Regions from separate parts of the Cricetulus griseus genome. Here region 2 is linked to region 1. A link is a contact called in public Hi-C data. All regions are on one chromosome and are shown on one strand. Each heading gives the region's core, a stretch centred on a gene start, on an enhancer-like site or on the middle of the called end of the contact. The rest is flanking DNA. Distances are from core to core; before and after follow the strand shown. Region 1 has its middle 25 kb from the start of Smpd1. Region 2 overlaps Cnga4 (cyclic nucleotide-gated cation channel alpha-4).

Region 1 (5,467 bases), core at 1,829-4,328:
TTGATAAGGTTAGCCAGAGAGAAACTAAGGTGAGAGTTGGCTCTGGACCTCAGAAGCCCCACTAAGTCCAAGAAGACCTGGGGGCGGGTGGCATAAGTGAGTAAGGAATGTCCCCAGATGTGCAGGTCTCTCCTTCATCTGAGACTTTAATAAAAATAAACTCACATGCCATCTCTCCACAAAACCTTTCTGGCTTTTTGGCCCTGGCTGACCTCTCCCCTGGCATTAATTATTAGCTTAGATACCTTTCCTGTCTTGCTTCTTGTGAGCCTCTAACCGTCTGTGCTTGGCCTGTTTATGAGTAATTTGGTAGAGTCTTTTAAGTCATTGGCCGGGGGACAGTTTTTTGGTTTTTGTTTGGTTTGGTTTGGTTGGTTGATTGATAGGTTTTGTCTTTACTTTTTTTTTCCTTTGAGATGGAGTCCGCCTTTGAATTTGCTATCTAACCCAGGTTGACCTCAAACATACAATCCTCCTGTCTCAATCTCCCAAGCACTAGGATTAGAAGTGTGCCCTGCCACACCAGCTATAAAAGCTCTTGCTACAGATAACTGCAAATATTTCCTTCATTGGGCCTGGTGTGGTGGTGCACAACTTTAATCCCAGCACTTGGAATGCAGAGCAGGTGGATCTCTGGGAGTTTGAGGCAAACCTGATCTATATAATGAGTTTCAGGACAGTTAAGGCTACAAAATGAAACCCTGTGTCAAAAACAAATTCCTTTCATTTGTTCTTTTAGTTGGATTATCTGTTTTTAGGCTGAAGTTTGAAACACCCTTGCCCAGGGTCAGTTAGACAGTTAATCTCTCCTTCATGAACACATCTGTTGTTTTGAAGGTGAAAACACCATTACAGAGATTCAGCAGATACTTTATATTTCTGGGTTTGTCTTGTGTATTTGTTTAGATGTCTTGTTTGTTGTATTCTCTCTCTCTCTCTCTCTCTCTCTCTCTCTCTCTCTCTCTCTGTGTGTGTGTGTGTGTGTGTGTGTGTGTGTGTGTGTGTGTCTTGTCCATCTGGAAAATACTTGATATATAGTACAAGAAAAGGACCAAGATTATTTTTTCTTTGATGACAAATGTATACAGAATAAAGTCTTCTTTTCCCAATGATGTCTGATTCGACTCTTATGGAAGACTGATTCCTTTCTTTTTCTTTCTTTATCTCATTATTTTGTTTGTTTGTTTCTCTCTTTCCTTCTTTTTCAGCTGGGAATATAACATGCTAGGTAAGCACTCAACCACTAAGCAACAGCACCAGATTTATGCTGCATATTGAATCAATACTCATGGGGTCATCCATCTTTATCCCAGGAAATATATTTGTTTCTAAAAGATTGTTTGACATTCAGTTGTACGATCTAGATTCCTCTGTTAATTTCATTCTAAATTATGTTTCACACCAAACCACTCATGCAACAAATATTCACTAAACATTGACCAGCCAGCAGCTTAGTACTGGGAATCTGGAGAATAAAGTAGACACAGGCTCTTACACTGAGCTCAGTACTGACTAGATTATAATGACAGAATGCACAAATGTGTTTTGTATTAAGCAGTCCATCTTAGAGGTGATGAGATGAGGCCTGCAGAGGGCCCCGGGGAGGTCTCTCCGACACTTGAAGTGTAAGCATACCCTGATGTAAGGTCAGGAGGCTGATGTGACTCAACTGGTTGGCTTGGGGTTGACCTGACTGAAGCAATGAGGGAGTGAAGGGAGAATAAAGACACAGACACACTACAGAAAAGCCAAAGTCAGGAGGACCATGTGCTCTGATACAGACAAACCAGCAGCAGCCCAGACACTCAGTGTGTGTGTTTTATGTATCATAATCAGGGAGGCGGATTTAGCTAATCTTGGTAGGGGTGACTGTAGGGATAAGTCTTGGGCTGTGAGTATCAGAATGAAGGAAGTTCCACCAACAACATTTTCTGCACATGGTGTCAACACCTGCACATGAACTCCCCAAAGGCTTTGCCATTCCCACAAGTCCTTCACATGGAAGTGCACATGTCAGCAGCACACATTCACTCAGGACTCCATCCATTCCCCACACTAACAGAATCTGGACAAGCCTGAGACCTGAACCAGACTAGATCCTGCCAACTTCACAAGACCAGTGGAGCCTGCAGGAAAAGTTGATAAAACTGGTTTTGTAGTGGTACACATCTTTAATCCCAGCACTCATTACATGGAAGCAGGAAGACCAAGAGTTCAAGGCAAGCCTCAGCTATTTAGAGTATTGAAGGCTAGGCTGGACTACTTGAGACCCTGTCTAGGAAAAGAAGAAGAAGAAGAAGAAGAAGAAGAAGAAGAAGAAGAAGAAGAAGAAGAAGAAGAAGAAGAAGAAGAAGAAGAAGAAGAAGACTGGTCGCTTTCCCAGGCAGGCTTGAGCAGGAAAGGGGAGCTTGCTTCCATGGCAAACCATGAAACATTTCTGCATAATTCCCATTTCTTTTGCAGAATCTTTCCTGGGTTCCTCAGTGTAACAGTGTGACTGTCCCAAAACTCACTCTATAGACAAGGCTGTTTCAAACTCACAGAGATCTGCCTGCCTCTTCCTCCCTGAGTGCTAGGATTAAAGATGTGTGCCACCACCTTAACTGCTGAGCCATCTCTTCAGCAACCACCAGCACACCATCACCTCCACCACTACCTCCTCCACCACCACCTCCACCCTCACCACCACCACCACCTCCATCACTTCCATCACCTCCACCACCACCACCACCACCACCTTCTCCACCACACCACCACCACCACCACCTCCACTATCACCACCACCACCAGTACTACATAGATGGGAAGACTAAGACTTGAAGTGTTACTTCCCCAATGTCCAGATCACAAAAAGGAAAAGGCGAAACCTGAGGCACAAACACATCACCGTGTCCTTGTCTTTTCCTTCCTGGGGGGATCTTTGCTCTCCTGAAACTTTGTGCTTCCTGGTTTCATTCCACCCCACCCTCAGCCTGAGTCTCTATAAAGTGATGTTGACTCACCAGAGTTCTTAGACTGGCATGGCCTTGGGTCAGACCCTGGAGTCTCTCAGGCCATATATGGTTTTGTCTTTTCAAGTTCTCCACCCATTGACCTTTACAGCTCAATGAGCTCATAAATAGTCATCAGGGCCTAGACACTGTTGCAAACATTTGCTCCAAAGCCTCTGTATAACTAGTACCATCGAGCTCACAGTCTTACTGGGAGTTGTACGGGGCTTGAGTTGTCAGCTCTGTAAGGCATGGCCAGGACCCACCCATGTGGCCACCATCTTTCCCATTATCTGTACCTGTAGGCTCTAGCTGATTCCCCCTCACCCCAATGCCAGGCCGCCATAAGCAAACTAGTCTTTATACCATCACTACTCCAGGTGTGGCCTAGGCACCACTGTTAGTCTGCATCTGTTCCCTGCCAGTCATTATAAGTTCAGAGGTTGATAGCTAGGTGTGGCAATTAATCACAGCATTTGGGAGGCAGAAAAAGGTGGGTCTCTGTGAGTTCAAAGCCAGTCTGGTATACATAGAAAGTTTCAGGACAGCCAGACCCTGTCTCAAATAAATAAATAAGTTCATAGGTTGAGAGTAAATACTAAGAAACTTGTATAAAGCCGGGTGTAGTGATGCATACCTTTAATCTCAGCATTTGGAACACAGAGGCAGATAGATCTCTGTCAGTTTGAGGCCAGCCTGATCTACACAGTGAGTTCCTGGACATCTAGAGCTACATAGAAAAAAAGAAGAAAAGACAAAACAAAAAGAAAGAAATTAGTATGTAAAATTTTTATAGACTAATAGTATGTGGATCCAGATGTGGTGGCACGTGCCTGTAATTCCAGCACTTGGAAAGCTGAGGCGGGAGGATTGCTCTGAGTTCAAGATCACCCTTATTACCAGGCCAGAACTAAGTAGCAAGATTCTGTCTCAAAAAGAACAAAAAACAGGGTCTAGGGACACAGCTCATCCTAGAGTGATGGGTGGCTTAACTAGTATTGTACAAAATCCTCAGTGTCTTGAAAATTGGATGTGATAGCACATATCTGCAGTCCCAGCACTCAGGATGTGGAGGTAGGTGGACCCGAAGTCCGGGCTGGAGCTAGAGGATGCAGCACAGTTAGTACAATGCATTCACAGTACACACAAAGCCCTGGGTTTGGTTCTCAGCAACACATAAAACTGAGCAAGGTAGCACACATTTGTGATCCCAGTGCCCAGATATAAACCCTGCTACATGTAGACCAGCCCAGCATAGATGAGACTCTGAAAAAAAAGTTCATGGTCTTCCTTGGCTTCATATTGAATTTGAGGGCAGGGCTACACGAGCCTCTGTCTCAAAGAAAAAAGACTAACAGTGTGTCGCTTGAGTCTTATAATCAAAATTCTCCTAACTGCACCCTAGGATCACCAGTCATGCCAAAAGAGAAAGAGGACATGGTAGGAAACCTGCTGACCTTCAAAGCCAGCCTGCAGTTACACTAGGGCTAATTTGTCAGCCTTGACAGGTGTGTCATAGGTACATAACGATCTCTGCAAACAGTAGCCCTCTACACAGAGAATTTCATGTAAATCTGTGTTCAAAATTGAGTTTTTAATTTTTAAAAAGATGTATCTATTATTTCATGTGTACGAGTGTTTTGCCTGTGTGTCTGGGCACCATGTACATGCAGTACCCACAGAGGCCAAAAGAGGGAGTCAGATCCCCTGGAATTAGCATTACAGGCCATTGTGAGCCTCTGGATACAGGCTCTGGTAATTGAACTCTGGTCCTTAGAAAGAACAATGTATGCTCTTAACTACAAGGTTATCTCTCGGCCCTTAAAAAGGAACTTTTTTTTTTTTTGTAAATGAAAGTAGTCAGTTGCCACAAAGTTTCAGAAACATGTTCATACACTTTCCCTAACAGATTTGTCATAGTGCTGTTTATAAAAGATTATCATGAATGCTGAGTGACAAAGGTCAGACAACAGAGGCAGGTTGGAAGGTAGGCATTGTGTCATACTATAGCTAAAGCTACAGCTCACAGGGCTAGAGAGATGGGTTGGTGGTTTAAAGGTCTTGTTTCTCGTGCAGAGGACCTTGGTCCCCAGCACCCACATGGTGGCTCATAACCATCCATAACTCCAGTACCAGAGGGCCCAATGCCTTCTTCTGGCTTCTGTGGGCACCATGTCCACACATGATATAAATACAGGCAGGCAAAACACTCATACACATAAAATAAAATAAATCTGGAAGGAGAGAGAAAGGCCACAGCTCATGACAGTGTCACTTCTCAAATGTAAGCACATTACAGAACTTCATCCCATGACCAGTACTGTAACATCTCAAGATCCTGTCACACCCCAGCTGCCACAGGATAGACACTGTCACAACTCTGGACCAAGTGTGGACAACAACAAGACTCTGGGGCATGCCAGTATATAAGGACAGGTGCTGGACAAGTCTGCATTTGAGGGTCCTACAATATGCCT
Region 2 (5,781 bases), core at 1,622-4,121, 110 kb before region 1:
GCAGACCTAGCCAGGGGGAGGGTATGCCTTGGGACCTGAGCCCATTACCTACTGGTTATACCAGGCATTTGGAAGATAGCACTCATTGGTAGGTCCACTGTGAGAATCTGGACTAGGGGAGAGGGCAAAAGACTGACAAGAAAAGTAATTTATGTACAAGAATAACTCAGAGACCAGAGAATGAGAGCTGTCACTGCATGGGAGGATTCTGGGGACTCTGAAAGGAGTGGGTAGAGAAAGGAACTATCCAGCCAGGAGATGGACAACAGATGGTTGGTTATATCACAATAATGCAAACTATGTTCTGAATAAAAGGAAATGTCTCAGTGTCAGGGGCCACCACAAAGCTGTCTGAGAAGGTAAGAGCTTGCTGACTAAAGCAGCCCAATGTAGAAGTGCTTTGGACACTGTGGCTGGGATGGGGCCTGACAGGAGGTGAAGTAGTGGTAGGTGCCTCCACATCTTGCAGGAAGTAGAAAAGATCATGTCTGTAACCAAGAAAGGGGACCAGAAAAGTGTGAGGTTCTCCCATTGCTCCTATGAGAACTCAGTGGTTCTTGACTGAGCTGAGTCCTGATGGAGTGGGTGGAGACAGACACACAGGGCTCTGGTGAGGAAATGGTACTTACTGTGTTTCAGGTACCAGCATCTGCAGATCAACAAGAAGATGACCAATGAGGTAGCCATCTTGCAGCACTTGCCTGAGCGACTTCGGGCGGAGGTTGCTGTGTCCGTGCACCTGTCCACCCTGAGCCGAGTCCAGATCTTTCAAAACTGTGAAGCCAGCCTGCTGGAAGAGCTGGTGCTGAAGCTACAGCCCCAGACCTATTCACCAGGAGAATATGTATGCCGCAAAGGGGACATTGGCCGAGAGATGTATATCATTCGTGAGGGCCAGCTGGCTGTAGTGGCAGATGATGGTGTCACACAGTATGCTGTGCTTGGTGCAGGGCTCTACTTCGGGGAGATCAGTATCATCAACATCAAAGGTGAGTCCCCAAGGGGAAGTTCTAGCGACATGACTGGTCAGAGGAATGGGAATTCCAGAACCCTAGGCCAAGATGGTACTTTGGAGCACATAGATTATGATATGGCCTTTGTCTGAGTTGCTACAGGACTCAGGCAAGAAGCAGGATATGGATTATCTGTTCCCTGAGGAGGAGCTGAGCCAAGGTCAGTGGGTGGGGTGGAGTCTTAGAAAACAAAGCAGATGTGTCCCATGGGCTCTAGAGGAAGTGCCAGCAGACCAGCTGAAAGTTACTGCACCAGCCGTGTTGTGATACAACTCACCCACTAAACATCTATCAAAGCAGGTTAATGATAAGCACAGGGCTTGGTCACAGCACATTACTAAATAAATGAATAAAGCAGAAAAAGAGAGTCAGAAGCACCAGAATGGAGGTTATATCCTGGTTCCAGAGTGAAATGCCACCTTCCTGTCCCTCCCTACATCTGTCTGCCCTTGGACCACAGGGAACATGTCAGGAAACCGACGAACAGCCAACATCAAGAGCCTAGGTTATTCAGACCTATTCTGCCTCAGCAAGGAGGATCTGCGGGAGGTGCTGAGTGAGTATCCACAGGCCCAGGCTGTCATGGAGGAGAAGGGCCGTGAGATCTTACTCAAAATGAATAAATTGGATGTGAATGCTGAAGCAGCTGAGATTGCTCTCCAGGAGGCCACAGAGTCTCGGCTAAAGGGCCTCGACCAGCAGCTGGATGATCTACAGACAAAGTTTGCTCGCCTACTAGCTGAGCTGGAGTCCAGCGCACTGAAGATTGCTTACCGCATCGAAAGGCTAGAGTGGCAGACTCGAGAGTGGCCAATGCCAGAGGACGTGGCTGAGGCTGATGATGAGGCTGAGCCTGGGGAAGGAACTTCCAAGGATGGAGAGGGAAAAGCTGGCCAGGAGGGATCCTCAGGCATAGAATGACCTCATCCTGAACACAGGCCTCCCAGCTCCAAGTGAATCCAGAATGGTAGGAAAGTTTGCCTTCAGAACTATCATCCTATTTGCTAGGTCACACAGTCTTAGGTAAACTGGTCTATAGATGCCTAGGTAGAGATGTGGGTTATAGCATACATTCGTCCCATACTCACCAGAACACACACACACACACACACACACACACACACACACACACACATACACCCTCACTGGCTCAAGATTGAGTTCCACAGAAAATGTTTATGTCTTCTGCACACACATACATTCTCATAAGCATAACTATGACTTATACTCACTTAACCCACAATCACAGAGAATGATGATTGCCCTGGGAGTGTTGGGGTGACCTTGGTACATTTAGAGGAGGCATGCTGGTGGAGCTATAGGAAAACAAGCCAGATATAATGTCTGAACTACATTCACTCTAGGTCACCACTTCAGCTGTGTCAGGGCATTGCCAGACTTCAGGTCTGAGCTGTGCCAGGTAATGTTAAACGAACCTGATGTGTAACTTAGGGATATAAGTGAATGGTAATTGTCATTATCAGGAGAGATTAAGAGGGCTATTGCACTTTAAAACATTTTAAGATATGTAATTATTTTGTGATTTGTTAATAAAATTTAAGGTTCATAAGCTTGGCACTGGGTTTATCTCATTCATCTTTATGTTGCCACAGCCCAAACTGCCTGGTACATAGTAGGTACACATGCACACATATACATTTGATAACAAAGTGAGGAGAGCATAAACATAGAAGCCCAATGCTGTAGGAAGGTAGAATATTCCTTAGGACTAATTAAAGGAACAGGAATTGAAGATTTGATTCTGTTATTTTTTTCCCCTTGCTGCAGCATCTTACCACAAACTTCACAGCCTAAAACAGCACCACTTATTGCCTCACAGTGTGTGACTCAGATCTAGGCTCTGCTCTGCTGTCAGCTGGGCTGGGCTCTTAGCTCCAGGGAAGACTCTGCTTCCAGATTCACCCCAGCTCTTGGGAGGGTTTGTCCCTCATGATTGTAGGACTTAGCTCTTTAGTTTTCTGATGCATGCCTCCTTTAAGCACCCCTCCCCACCTTTTTACCCAAACATCCCACTTCTAGGACCAAGCAAACGAAAGGCTCTGGTAGCAGGCTTTTTCTTTTGAGCAACCAAGCAGCTCCCAATTCACGACACTGAGATTTATTATTATTGGTCTTATCTTAGCTCTTATTTTAATCTGTTTCTCTTTATCTATGTTTTGCTTCAGGGCTTTTGGCCTTTCTTCCTTCCTTTCTTTCCTTCTCCCTTTCTTTCTCTCTACTCTGTGTCTGGCTGGCTGGAGGCTGCCTGGCTTCTGGCCATCTGCCTGTCTCTTTCTTTCTTTCTCTCATTTTCTTCTTCCCACTTCTCAAGCCTTATTTTTCCTCCTACCTTATTCTTCCTGCCCACCAGCCCCACCTATCCCTCTCTACCCTAGCTATTGGCTATTCAGCTTTTTATTAGACCAATCAGGTACCTTAGGCAGACAAGGTGAAACAGCAACATATCTTTACATAATTAAACAAATGTAACACATCTTTGTACAATTAAACAAATGCAGCATAAACAAACATAACTCATCTTTACACAGTTAAAATAATACTCTACAGCATAAGCAAATGTAAAACATCTTTACATAGTTAAATATTCCACAACAGGCCCTTCTTCATGGAGCCCCACACTAGGCCAAGTCAGCCTGAATAATTCAGAATAATTTCTCTGTTTCAAGGTTAGCCAACTATTAATTTTAATTATACCCTGCAAAGCACCCTTTGCCATATTCAGAAGACAAAAGTAATAACGGCCACATTTCTGTTATTTCTATTATACACTCTTGGGAGGAAGCACGTTGGATCCCACTTTCACAGACGACATAGAATAGGATGAACTTGGAGTAGAGTCTTTTGGAAACTAGAGAATGACCACAGTGTCATGAGGCACTGGAGCCTCAGAGTGCACCACCTAAAAGTGTGTAAGCTTGAACCAAGCACATCTCAGCCAGCCCTGCCAGAAGTCGATAGACTCTGCCCAGATGGCCAGAGACTTGCAAGACCCTAAGTTAGGGGCGAGAAAACAGAAAGGAATTCATAAAATACAACTGAGGTCAAATCCTCTGAAAGTTAGATGACTAGACACTTCAATGAAATTTGTAAAACTAAGGTATGTATAGTATTTTTCACACTCTTAAGGAGGCATTGGTGACTGCTATACATATGTTTTACTCTTTTGTTCTTGTAACAATGCTAGGAAGTTTATTGTTATGCTCATGACTTCATGACAGGTTCTAAGCCACGTGCATTGCCTCAGTTCATCCTTACAACCATACGAGAAGGATATCATTATTATCTCCATATTTAAATGAAGAAACTGAGACTATGGGGCTAAATAGCATACCCCAAATCACTGGGCTCCTAAGTCAGATGAAAGGACACCTAGGTTTGTCTTTTTTATTTATTTGTAAAGGAAAGAGATAATCTCAGCTTGGGGCTAAAGCCATTCAAGCTCCTTCCTTTGCAAAGAACAGTGCTTTTGATCAGTCACTGTGGTAACCAGGGGAGACCAAGGCATTCCTGCAAAGCAAAGCTGTGACCCACAGACAAGGCTGCCCAGGGTGTTGAAGTGTGATCTCAAGGATACAGCCACAAAGGCAGAATCCACCTGCTACACTGGACAAAGGGCCGGCATCTACACACTTTCATCATGTGTGCTGCTAGATTTGCACCAGTGTCAAAATATGTCAAGGGCTTAGGAGTCATCCCTTCCAGCAGACCTGAGGCCTCATCGTCTTCTCTTCAAGAGTCAAAACTGCAAAATACCTTAGCCTGGCTAAAACTGAAGGTGTTCACCCCTCCTATTTTTCCAGTTAGCTACTGTCCTGCAGAAAAAATATATATGTATCAGCCCATGCTACCCTCTCCTCTCTCTCCCTCCCTCTTTCTTTCTATTTTCTTTATTTCTTTGTGTTTGGCTGCTGGCCCTGAAAGACATATGAAAATAACTTCTCAAGCTTGGGAAGGAATCAGAGTGACATGGAGACGAGCCATCCACCCTTAGGTAAGAGCTAATGCAAACTCTAAGAACAGGGGGTGAAAAGTGGATGGATTCTTGCTCGGGGCTCAGGGGGCGTTAGGCTTGAGTCTGGAATCAGAGATGGGTTGTCAAGCTGGGATCAAAATTATGGCTCAAGTCAGGGAACCTGTTAAGCTGGACTGAAATATAGCCAGTGGAACAGAGCATATAATTGTATCCAGTCAGACTTGAGGTTTGCTTCTGAAGTAGTGCTTACTAGCTGGGAACCCCTCAGCCTGTTCTACAAAATCTTTCTGAGCTTTTGAAAGCAAATGCTAGAGACATAAAATGTGAATTTATTTATGAATATAAACTTCCCACCAGTACCTGGTAGATAAAGATTTTCCCATAATGACCGTCATCTAGTCATCTATCACTGTTAGTCATGTCCCTCTATCTGTGATTTTGCCAAGGAGCATCTGGAGGCTATAGCTGTCTCGCTCCTGTGGGCTCTTCTGGCAGTACCAGATCTAGACAGCAGAGGGTGCCAGGTTCTTCCTCCCGTTACAACCCTCTTTCAGGCTTCAGAATTACATTACTTTCAAAAACTAGGGGAAATAGCCAGGGAGAAATGGACTTTGAAGGGCAAGGATAATATTGGAGGGAACTATGGACTTGACTGGACAGTGGAAACACTTGCTCAGACTTTAAAAGTTTTTTAGCTTTATTATTTCAGTGTGTGTGTGTGTGTGTGTGTGTGTGTGTGTGTGTGTGTGTGTGTGTGTGTGCCTGGTACCCTTA

The links. Hi-C and Micro-C count contacts between places; a contact is called where the count stands out from the background.
Region 2: a Hi-C map of fibroblasts shows a contact between it and region 1, with 7 times the contacts expected there. The contact joins two enhancer-like sites. A contact is called at or near these places in 6 of 8 Hi-C or Micro-C datasets (the CHK-Q cell line, the CHL-YN cell line, the CHO-K1 cell line and 2 more).

The regions. Positions count from the first base shown.
Region 1 is chr3:94,172,027-94,177,493 of CriGri-PICRH-1.0, reverse strand. No RefSeq gene overlaps it. Among named protein-coding and RNA genes, the nearest start is that of Smpd1, 25 kb to the right of the region's middle. Within about 2 kb of position 3,078, at least 1 of the 6 cell types and tissues checked has open chromatin away from gene starts, as enhancers often do. A contact at or near this core is called in fibroblasts, where this site is marked.
Region 2 is chr3:94,285,766-94,291,546 of CriGri-PICRH-1.0, reverse strand. It overlaps Cnga4 (cyclic nucleotide-gated cation channel alpha-4), which reads left to right. Exons shown (of 7, transcript XM_027404933.2): 6 at 640-989; 7 at 1,474-2,588. The coding sequence ends at 1,934. Among named protein-coding and RNA genes, the nearest start is that of Cnga4, 6.8 kb to the left of the region's middle. Within about 2 kb of position 2,871, at least 4 of the 6 cell types and tissues checked have open chromatin away from gene starts, as enhancers often do. A contact at or near this core is called in fibroblasts, where this site is marked.